Linked DNA regions of Capsicum annuum: region 1 is linked to region 2. Evidence: chromatin contacts called from public Hi-C data. All regions are on one chromosome and are shown on one strand. Each heading gives the region's core, a stretch centred on a gene start, on an enhancer-like site or on the middle of the called end of the contact. The rest is flanking DNA. Distances are from core to core; before and after follow the strand shown.

What was found. Hi-C and Micro-C count contacts between places; a contact is called where the count stands out from the background.
Region 1: a Hi-C map of leaf shows a contact between it and region 2, with 2.5 times the contacts expected there. The contact joins the promoter of LOC107858777 here to the enhancer-like site in region 2. A contact is called at or near these places in 2 of 5 Hi-C or Micro-C datasets (both in leaf).

The regions. Positions count from the first base shown.
Region 1 is chr2:97,213,908-97,220,335 of UCD10Xv1.1, forward strand. It overlaps LOC107858777, which reads left to right and starts at 3,057. Exons shown (of 2, transcript XM_016703564.2): 1 at 3,057-3,705; 2 at 4,756-5,192. The coding sequence starts at 3,634. The coding sequence ends at 5,082.
Region 2 is chr2:96,958,355-96,964,460 of UCD10Xv1.1, forward strand. No RefSeq gene overlaps it. Among protein-coding and RNA genes, the nearest start is that of LOC107858781, 23 kb to the left of the region's middle. Within about 2 kb of position 2,002, at least 2 of the 5 cell types and tissues checked have an H3K27ac peak or open chromatin away from gene starts, as enhancers often do. A contact at or near this core is called in leaf, where this site is marked.

The DNA.
Region 1 (6,428 bases), core at 1,807-4,306, 260 kb after region 2:
AGATAAAGAATTGAAATCAACTAAAACATTGATTAATGGTATATTTTCAGCATAACAAAACTTCGAAACCGATATCTGGATAGACACCACAACAAATCTCATATCTAGAAATTCATATTCAAAGTTTACCACCTAATCAAGTGTCGCCATCTCAATCGTCAATTCTTCAAGCACTAACTCAACAAACTGTCAAGAGATAATGTCAAAACAAACAATTATAATTTTAAAGCTCAATCACTACAAGAAAGTTCATTTTTAGATTTTGTATTTACAAATGGATCTTGTAAGAGCTCGAGAAAAAGAACAAGAAAGGAAAAGAAGAGGGAAGCAAATGGCTAAAATGTGAAAGCTGAAGGAGGATCGAGCTTTTAGACAAAATGAAACAATACTCGCATTATGAGAAAGAATTTTGGAGACAAAAGACTAGCGTCACCTGGTTCTCAGAAGGAGCTACAAATACTAGATTTTTTTCATAATCCGATAAAAGAAAATAGAAACAGATTACAGGAGAAGAGACAACAACAACAACAAACCCAGTGTATTCCCACGTAGTGAGGTCTGGGGAGGGTAAGATATACGCAGTCCATACCACTATCTCTGGAGAAGCAGTAAGACTGTTTCCGATAGACCCCAGCTCAAGATAAGATAAGTCATAAAAAACGTACACAAAGCATGGAACAATATGGCATGACATAAATACGCCACCTATAAGGAGTAGTAAACAAAGAATAGTAAACAATCGTAATGCAGCATAACAAGAATACTGCACCGGCCAAGTAAAGCCCTATCCTACCTACTGAAAAAGTCACTAGCCTTCTATCCTAATACGCGTCCTCCAGATTTTCCTGTCTAGGGTCATGTCCTCAGTAAGCTGTATCTGCTCCATGTTCCGCCTAATCACCTCTCTCCAGTATTTCTTCGGCCTACCCCTGCCCCGCATGAAACCATCCAAAGCAAGCCTCTCACACCTATTGAGGCTCCATGAAGAGAGTACAAGATAAATATGTAGGCAATGCAATTTTATCAGAACCAATTCAAGCAAGGAGAAGGGCAGAAGACTACAAATTTCTCTAATCAGAAGCATATACCAAACAAAATTTACAAATCGAAATATAATTTCAACTAGAAGCCCAATAAATACAAACTCAACGAAGTCATTCCCAAAAAACTAGCGAGAGATCTCCCCATGCATTGAATGACGGTACCAAGTCGTAAAAAAAGAACAAAAATAAAGGAGCAAAAAAGGTGTGTATATGGATTTTTTTAAAAAAATATAAGTAAAACTAGAAAAGCAGAAAAAGAAAAAAAATCGGAAAAACAAGAATGATGTATTATAAGTTATTATTCTGATAATTGATATAGATAAAAAGAAAGCAAACAATTGTCCTATATCAGTTACATTTAAAAAAGGTGTTTAAAAAAAAGAATAATATGATTTAAAAAAAATTAGAAAGGGTGGAGTGGGGGTGGGGGTGGGGGGAGAGCAAGACAACGAAAAGGAGGAATTAAAAGAGAAGTAAGCAATCATCTAAAAAGCTACCATAATAGAAAGAGTAATTAGTTGGGGAAAGGATGAGAAATGGCCTGTCGGCCAAAGTATTTCCACAAAAATAGCCCGTGAATTCATATTATCATATACTAGTCAGCAAAATGGCTTCTAAATGTGGTATTTCTCTTTCTTCTTTTTTTTTTTTTTTTTTTTTGCTTGTTTTTCACTATTTTTTTTCTTTTTCTTTTAATGTGGTTAATTTTATTTTATTTTTTTGAAAAAAGTCACTTTGTCCATCCATTTATTTTTTCAAATGTGATCACTAATATAAAAATATGAAATACAAGTCCTCCCATAATTGTTCTATCTTTTTTCATATGAGTTAACACTATAACGGCACTTTGACTTATTTTTTTCTCAGCCATCTCTCTCTTTTTAATCAAAAAAATTAAGGAATGTTTGGACAGTAAGGGTACAGAGTTTAATAAATTTTGTATATACTTGCACAAATTTTCACAAAATTTTAGGTGAAGTTAACAAATTCACGAATAACGAATTACTGTATATGCTTGCACAAATTTTCTCTGTAAAAAGTATATTTATGTGGTATATATACTGTATGTAGGCTAGGCTCTATATAGATAACTCGACTACATTCCAACCTCACCCAAATTCGCTTATTCCCTAGCTTTCTGATTTCATCAAAATTCAAAAATCGGAATAGCTTGTGAATTCCTTGAAAATCATGCTTAAAATCAAGTGTTATCAACTACAAGTGGCCTGAATTCTCATGTAACTTGAGATATGTAGGAAACCTGATACCGAGGTCAGGCCATAACTCCATGAAACTCGTGCGAAAATCAAACTCTTTCATAAATGAATTTGTGGTCGGACAAAAATTAGGAATGTCAAACTCCCTTTGCCTAGAATTACTTGTATCCACCCTACTCAAAGGAAGGAGGCAGTTGTTGACACCTAATTTTTACCCTCCACGACTAAGTTCAATTTCAAGTTTCTTCGATTCTTAATAAAATGACAATATTTATTCTATCAAAATAAAAACTTTCCAAAGTATTTATCTAGGTAATTTTAGTCTTTTTTTTTTAGTCATTGTAAGTAACTATTATATGTTTTTGTAGTTGCATATACGAGATCATATAATTTTACGAAAAAAAATAAATTTTAATCAAGAGTTATTCAGAATATGAATTAAAATGGATAAAATCTTGATTTAAAATAATTTATTTAAAAAAAATATTCGTTTGCTTTTATCGAATCAAGAAGCTCAGAATTGAATTAGTAAGTAATTCATTTCAAATTTTTGACTCAATTTAAATTGACCATAATTGAAATTGATTTGATCATAATTGCAATGCAATTAGCTCATTAATTTATCAATTTGATTGAAATTTAAATTTATTGACTGAGGGTGTGAAATATTAGTTATTCAATAGATAATTTGATCCTACCATTTGACTATATTTTAAATGACCCAAGAATTGACCAAAAAATAACCTATTCTGTTTTTAGAGAATGGGCCACAACAAGAGACGCAAGTCCCTGCAGCAACACAAAACAACAACAAACAGGTCCAAAATTCTGACCAACCCGGCCCATTTCATTATCTTCAACGACAACAAGACAACTGATGTCAAAACAGCACAACGCAATTCAACATACCAGCAACAACAAAAACTTCAGCCAACATCCAATAACATCAACAACGGCAAAATCCCAACGATGAACAACTCCAATTCTAACCAGTCAAAACGCAAAACAGTAACAACCAACGGCTACAACTTGACCCGACCCGGCGCGAACACCAAAAATTCAAAAAACAATGACCCTCAAATCACGAAAATCATCTCTCTTCACCTTATCTCTGCAATTTTGCAGGCCTAGGAGCCATCTTTGTTGACCTTTGCTTAAGATTGAGTGTTTCCAATTCCAAAATCCAATCCAAATCAGGAAGGTGAGTCCAAATCCGAGTTTTAGGGGATGTGTTCCTCCATTTTTTGAAGATAAAAAATCAGTATCTCCTCCTATAAATAGAGGAGATTGAGAAGGAGGAGGAGGGGATTTTTGGGGGGAAATTTGGGAATTTGTAGGTTTGATTTCTGGAAAACACTTTGAATTTCGACAAAATGTTGTTTAAACTCCGGTGTGGTGGGATATCCAATTTGGCTCGTGGTTTCCGGTTCGCTGCCCGGAAGAAGGTAAACACATTTTTCACCCTTAAATTTCCTCGTTGTTTCTTCTTAGCTTTTGAAAGTCATAGGTCTTTGTGTTTGATATCTGCTTCATCCTTAAATAGGTTAGGTAATGTTGGTTTTGTGGAACAAGTTGAATTGTTGAGAACTCTGTTTTGCTTGCTCAATTCGGAACAAAGGATTTCGATATTGGCTGGCAGATATATCCTGAAATAATTTGATTTGTCCTTGAAATTGGTTGTTGCTGCGACCAATCGCGATGTAAGGTGTTGAGTTTGGAAATTAAGTCTCTGTCTCGTATGAATGTTCCTACCCTTCTCATGCTTGATTTAGATTCTACTAAAATTAATCTTTCGATTTGCGTGTTTGAATTTCTGACTTACTGTGACTTGTTTAACTGGTCTAGGGGATGAAACCTTTGTTTCACTTCTGTAAGACTTAGAAAATCTGGAGTGTGAGCTCCTTCGAGTTCTTTTTTGGCTAAGCATGCTTTTCGTCGTTTTGGCTGCACCATTCTGTTTAACAAATGTTTAGTGAAGTGTGCAGATTTGTGTGATTCTTCCCTATTTTCATGCCCCCCTTTCTCTGTAGTTTCTATCGGAGTAGACTATCCAAACGTTATGTGGTTTTCTTAAAGCTCCGTCCATCAGTAATGACCCCATAATTCGGATAAAAATGTCTTGAGATTTGTTTATGTTTGCAATTAATCCCTTCTCTCGTTCTAACACGCCAAGAATCTAGTTGTGTTTCTATTTACCCATTAATGACCCACAATGTTTTCATTGACCTGCTAAAGTGAAGTGTTTTATACTACCCACTGATTTATTTATTTTGCTACAGTTTTGTGCTAAGACATCAAACCTATGTTATTGTTTTTGGTTAGGATTCCCATTGAATAAGATACTAGATAAGTAAGACATCTTAGTTTGCTGAAAATTAGTAGCTTATTTTAGTTTGATATGCAAACTTTTTCCCACTTGAGTTTATTCCAACAGAAATATATCCTAATCCTTATTTTTTTTTCATATGCATGAACTCCTCCGTTGAGTCCCTCAGACTCCCTCTCTCGCATTCCGTTGGGTTAAACCTGATTTGCATCGAGTCAAAAGCTCAGATCCTAGTCCCAAAGGGACTGTTTTGTGCTGGTATACAGAAGATATACACCATTATACAGGTTTGGATAAGGGGAAATGGAAAAGGAAACTGATTATATGGTTGGAAGGCCAAAATCTGTATATATTTGACCAGTATACGGTATTATATTCGCTGTATATACACAAAAGGGCAGCAGCAGGAAAACTGATATACAGTCAGTATACAGCTGGGTATACATTGCAGAAATGGACCAAAAGTCCAAGAAGAATAGGCCCAAAATTTGGCTAGATTTGAAAGGGCCCAATCTTTAACTTCTTTTTCTCTTTAGTTTCCATTTTAACTTGTTTATTTGTACTTATGTGAACACACTAACTAATTAATTTAGATAAATTTCCCAAGTCGTTACCATTTTATTCTATCATGTATTTTAGTCGATTCGTGATTTTCTCACCTAATTTATCTCGTCTAAATGAATTACGTGATTCTTTCGATTTTTCTTCCTAAATCTAATCTTAAAAAAAATTGCTAAGCACTTTATTTTGAAATTGGCATTTGTTTTATTCATGTGACTAATAGTTTGTCTGGGTTAAAATAATTTCCTTCAAACCATAGAAATTATTTTCTCGTAAATTTTAACTTTTTCACAATTGATAAGATAGTTTTAACTTGATATTTTCTTAACATTTTTTCAAAGGTGTTATTTAGAACAAATTGATCTTTTATAATTAAATATATATATATATATATATCAATTACGTAATTTTATTTTTTTTTAAGAAACACAAACTTATTTTCTTCTTAAATTCAAATGTGCAACCTAATTTGGATATGTTTCTCTTTGTGTCAAGTAGAATATTCTACCATTTTCCTAGAAATAATTATGAATTAAATAAAATATTTTTTAAAGTAGAATACTTTGTAATATTCTCAAAAATAATATTATATTATGCGGAATATTTCATAATTTTTTTTCCAACTCCAGTAGACTACTTCTTTTTTGAATAAACAAATGTCAATTTTAAACGTGTAAGTAAAAGCAATCGTTTTTGCAAAATTAGCCACCTTTCGTAAGTTAGTCAAAGATGATATTTTGGTGAATCGTTTTAAGACAGACGCTCCTAAGTGTCGTAAAAGCCTTCTTAGGGCGTTAATTGAATTCTTACTCAGTTTCTCTAAATTCAAAGATTTATTTCTGTTTTTGAATCTTGAAATTTATTTGAAGTTTTGTTGATATTTTCTATAAAAATCAAGTGGCGACTCTGTAATTTTGTAAAAATTATTTCGAAAGATTTTCTTGAATTTTTGAAATAATTTAAAAAGGTCAAAACCATTTCCTTTAAAATGAAATCCGAAAAGGGATAAAACAAATACATATGTATGTTTTGTACTGTAAATACACATTCAGATCTGTATGGCTATGTATTTTGTATATTTTTTAAATATGTGTATATGATATACATATTTGTCTTTTCAAAATAAAAGTTAGAGATAGAAGAAGAAAAAAATAAAAAAAAGAAAAAGAAAAAAACGAAAAGAGAAGTGAAAAAAAGGAAGAAAGAGAAATAGAAGAGTAAAAATAAAAGAAAAAAATAAAATAGAACAAAGAAGAAAACGAAAATAGAAAAAGAAAAAAA
Region 2 (6,106 bases), core at 752-3,251:
ACCAAATTCAGGAATTTTACCTTATTTGCAAAGCTGGTGTCTCGGTTGCTTTCTAACTCCCACAGGCACATCTTGGATAAAAATCTCTTTGAGGGTTTTCTTTAGATAATGTAGTAGTATTTAACCAACTTGGTTTTGGCACGACTGTTGAAGATCACTCCAAAATTCACTCATCAGAAGAAAAATTGCATTCGAAAGCTCATCCTGATGCTTGATAACACCCGGCCAGGCCAAAACTAGAACTTCTCCAACTTATTATGGGACGTGCGACTACACAATCAAGAGGTTTAAAATTGTGTCCAACAATGATATGGTTCGTTGAATACGATGCTTCATTGAGTACGAGAATGTTACTTATTTTTCTTTGGTTTTATTCACTTTCAACCTGTTGTGACATTCCCGCTACGTTTAATATTTGCCAACACATCTAGGTTTTCACGGACCTCTAAAAACTCCAAACACGTAAAATTGGTCTCTCATAATTATGTGAACCCAAACGGACCATCTTGTGGCTGCAATTTCTGGGGAGATTGAGAACCAAATATTTGCTGTTGAAATGGGGCATACCTATGTCTATGAATGTGCTTTCTGCTCTTTAGTCCTGATACTAATCACTTATTTTTTTGAGTGTTCTTACACTCAAAACACTATGGGGCTATAGGAGAGGATCCCGGACTGGGAGGCTGAATGGCGATGGGTCAAATAACATACCAAGGGAAAACACACAAAAAGGTGTCATCTTGAAGGCTAGCCTTGCAGCTGTGATCCACTCTATATGGACTTGGGGAAGTAAGAGAATTTTTCAGAATGAAGCTACTTCCAGTACCATCCTGCTTCATCACATCAGGCTGAGTCTGTGCATAAGGATCAGAGGAAATAGGAGATACCGCATAAGGAAGTTATAAAGTTGAAACCTTGATAGTTATTACGTGGTAGTTAGTTGTGTATTACTACAAGGACTAGAGGGTAGACACTGAAGAGGGTGGATAGGTTTGTCCACCTTAGTTTTGTTATGTTCTCACTTTGTTAATTAATAAAGTGCTTTCAATTGCCAAAACAAAAAATAAAAAATTAATCCATATTGACTAAAGAAATCTGCGGGTTGTTTTGCATTTGAGTACTTCGAAAAAGAATTGTAAGTGAATTTACTTTTAAATATATATAGTTCTAAATGGGCTATGCCAATTTTAGACATATTCATCTGAGGTTTGTTTGTCGGACTCAATGTTCAAACATCAGATATATAGGTTTGAAGTTTGGGACCGACAAGCTAAACTTCAGACAAAATATTTGAAATTTGCTTGCACAAGACATGTATCGAACTTTAAACATCTGTTTGAAGTTAAGACTTTGATAAAATCAAATTTAGATCAATACTTTTTTAAGTTTGTCAATTCAAATTCAATTTTTCTAACTAAAGTCCCGCAAGTCTAAAGTTGATTTTTAAGTGACTAAACTAAAAATTTGTAAATGTTGATTATACCTTAAATATCAGTCTTCCAAGTGATTGTATGTGCAAGCACTTGCCATTAGTTGCCAATGTGCATGATCTCTAATACGTGTGAAGTTGGTTTTGTACTATGCTCGACTGAATTAAGCTCAAATCGACAGATAGCTATAAAATCTCATGGTTTGGACATAATTGTTACTATTAGAATTTGCACGAGATATTCGATTTTACATGTATTTAAAACTTAGTCAACTTTTAAAAAATATCCAAAATTTAGTGCATAAAGGACAAAATATCATTGGATGAACTGTTATAATTTAATGCATTTCAGAACTACCCAAAGGCATCACGTCGTAGAGAAGAATCCATCAATTTTTTCCTTTGTCATCCATTTTTCACTTCCAAATTTCTCCAACAATATGAGTATTTTCAACCAGTCTCATCCTTTTTCTAGTACTTTGCACTAAAATTAACTTTATTATACTAGGTTGAAGTCAATTTTTTCTGACCAATTCTCAACCTTAGATCTTTGGGCCAAAATTTCCCACTCCATATTCGAAGATCTGAAGTTTAAATTGACATTTAAATGTCAAATCTACGGTCTGAACTTAGACTTTATCAAATTTCAGTTTTAAACTCGAATCAGTGGAATTGAATTTCTGAGTGGCTAAAATTTAAATATTTCGTAAATTTTGACTATATTGTAAATAGTGGTCTTCAAACCAATGTCTGTTCTCTTCCCCATCATGACTTTCAACAAGCCCCAAGTTAATTGGCAAGGTGAGGTAACAAGAATACGTGTTTATTTATCTTCCAAATATAATTTTTTGCTTGTATGTGTAAGTTTAAATCTCAGTTATGTAACGTTTGTCACAATATTTTGACTTCATATGTATCTTTGTGGCTTACTTGTAATGCCACTCACTAAATACGCGAGAGATAAAAAAGATAGGAAAAATTACAGAAACTAGCATCCTTAAGACTATAATTACAATAAATAGCAATACTTTTTTAAAATTACAACTTATAGCAAAATAGCAATATTTTACTCACTTCATAGTAATAGAAGAATATGTATTTTTCAGTTGTGCATATGTATTTATGAGTAATACATATATATTTGTATATATATTTATATAGTAACATTTTACTTAAATACAAATACAATTTGCTATTTTTTATAATTATGAAACTGTTGCTATAAAAGTTATAATTAAGGCTACAAAGTTGTTATTTCTGAAATTTTCCCAAAAAATATTAGAGCTGATTGACTATCCAATTAAACTGAAGTGGTAGGCTGGTAGCATTGATTATAGAACTAATTAAAGCAAATCCATCTCTAATCTTTAGGTTAAGGGTCGTAGTTATGTTGGATAAGTTAGAAACCACCATTTTCTTTGTGAGAAGGAAAAAAGTTAAGGTTTATACACTCATGGGCGGAGCCACCTTTAGCGAAGGGTGGTCACATTCTTCGCCGGAAAATTATGTGGTGAATAGAGGTTAAATATTAACCTTTATGAGTGTATATTTAATTTGGCACACTCTTAACGTAGTTGAAAATAAAATATACACGTCCTTCATTAAATTTCTGGCTCCGCCACTGTATACACTGATGATATAAAAAATACCTATATATAAAAAGAGAAGCAAAAATAATACGTGTCATCATCATAAAAAACTAGAATTTTCTTTAAAAATTAAACTTAAAATATAACTTCAAAAAGAATAAAACTTCCCCACACAAAAACGGTTTAACACACTACACCTTAAAAATTAGAATTAAAATAAAATTTTCAATTACCACTATATTAATTAAAAAAAATGAAAAATTTTAAAAAATAAAATTTCCCAACATGCAGGATTAACAATATTTTGCTAAATTTCTAAACTAATTACAATTTTAAAAATATAATGAGAAAAAAGTCTACACAGCTATATATTTTTTTGAAAATGTAAAACAGTCATTTTTTGAAAAAAAATAAAAAATAATATAGCAAGAAAATAATATTAAAATTAAAATACATTAAATTTTACAATTCTCTGTCTTTTTTAGGTTTATCATTATCCCAAGTAAATCAAATTTACAATTTGAATTTTAAACTAACCCACTATCTATCTTGACAACTTTTATATATATCAATAGCCTAATTAAACCTATTCGCAGAAGTCTAAACAAACTAGAAAACTTCATCTATTGAATCAAACTACAATAAATTCATCTTTTGACGTATTTTTTTGATTTATGTTCAGTTTAATACTTTTCTTTTGTTGAACTTTGAAAAGTTAAAGAAGCAGGTAATGTTGATGAAAGTACATCAAAATGCAATGAAGTTTGTTCTATTAAAGTTTGTTCACCAATAAATTTTCTAGGTTTCATGTTACTCCTTAAAATAAACTATAGTGCTAAATTTTCTCTTTCAATATACTCCAATGTTGTTATATATCTATCTAAATTTTATTTATTTAACTTAATCCATATCTATCTGAATTTGTAGTAAATATGTTAATTTAAAGTTGTTGTTCTGAAAATTCTTTTATATATATATGATTACATGGAGTATTTGTCATCAATGAACATAAAAAAAGATGGATGATACGTAACATGTAAATATATTATAATCTTACACACGAAAAAAACTGACAATATCATTTGTTTTGAATTCAAATTTTGAAAATAGCAGTAAAAAAATTCGTTTAATTGGATATTTTAATTTTTGAAATTTTTAACAAAAGCAAATTTATTCACTTTCTTTTTTTTCTTTTCAAAAAAATAAAGAGTATTTAAAATTGAAAGTTGATAACAATAAAACATATTTTGAAAGATAAAGTGAATGCTAGAAATTATTAATTGAGAGTTGATAAAAGTACAAGGTATTTTGAAAGATAGTGTGGTTACAAGTGATTACATTACTCAAATTTATCCTCATTAAATTGATTTGATAATAATGATAATAGGATTGATATGTTATTTCTTAAAATATATTTAATTATTAAATCAATTACAAGAATTTTTGATGGCCTATACATTAGCAATTTGAATGGAGATCTCCTTGAGAATACAATTTTTTTAACGTATTTCTCTTTCTCTTACTCTTATCAGGTAAACATATTCACAACATGTTTCTTTCTCTTCCTCTAATTTCTTTCGTGCCCTAAACAAAATAATATTGTTGAATAAAAATATTTCTATTGGATCTTAAAAATCATAACATGATACTGAATTTTTTAAATTTTTTGTATTATTTATCAGCACTCGATTCGCTATTCTTTAAAAGATTACTTTGTAATTTTTAGGGTTTCAGATAATGAAATAAATTTGTCGTAATTCTTTGGTGGAGTGTGTTGGCGATTAAGATTAGGAATCAACCGAAATGGTGATTGAGAAATATGATGAAGAGTTACCATTGATAACTCTAAAAATTTGTGATTAGAAGCGTTCGTATGTGTTCTCATTTATTCGGACAGAATTAGACAATTTAAAGCCCAAGTTAGAGACATTTCTTATTTCTTCATAATTGACCATGTAAAAAATGAGTACTTTCCTTCTTTACTTAGTATTAATCTTGATGACAAAAGTAGTTGTTCAGTTAGAAATTGAATGTCTGAAGTAGATTGTGCAACAGTTAGAGGGATTTATCAAAATATTTTGGTAGGGAAAAAATTGCAAGTAAATGTGTGGTGAATACCATCATTAGATGAGCAGTGTAATTTTTGTATGAAAGAGATGTCATTTAACAGTCCTTACCATAAGGTGGTTCCAATAATGCGAATGTGTTAATATAAAAGATGAGGGAAAGATAATATGAAGCATTATGATAAAGTTTCTTAATTTATTTTTAGATTGATTTTTGAATACCATAGCTGAGAAACATAGACCTTTTTTGAGGAACAAAATGCTTCTCCGTGAGAATATTAACCTTTGTGTGCTTCCTTTTTCTGAAAGAATTGAAGATGGGTAGGTTGGTTTGAAGGAAGGAGGATATAGTAATATGTGCTGAAATCGAGATCCTTGCAGATACATCAAGCTTGACACAATATTGAGAAGTTAAAATACAAATTTGAGCTGAAAATATGAAAGTATAAAGACACATTTACATATTTTCGATTTACCATATAAAAGTCATATTACAAAAGATCAGTTCACTACTATCTTAATTTAATATTAAAATAATATAAGAATGAAAATCACAATCTAAAATATCATTTAAATTCACAAGTAGATGTTTCAATAATTAAAATTAAACTCTAAATTTTTTGTTGAAAAAACAATGATTTGAAATTTTGAAATTGTTCAATAAATTTGAATATTTATATTTTCGTTTATCAACTGACCGTGCATCGCGCAGGTACGTATACTAGTATTTACATAATTAAATAGAATTACAAGCAAATATTTATTACTATAAGTATTAAAAGTAACCTAATAAAAATATTACTCCCACTACTTTTTATTTAAGTGTATTAATTTGATACCGCGCGAAATTTTAAAAATAATATAAGAGACTTTTGAATTTTATGGTGCTATACTAAAGATGTGAGTAATATATTAAAATGTACTTTGGATCTTGTGTTTTTAAATAATTGTTATGTAGTATATCTCTCTCTCTCTCTCTCTCTCTATATATATATATATATATATATATATATATATATATA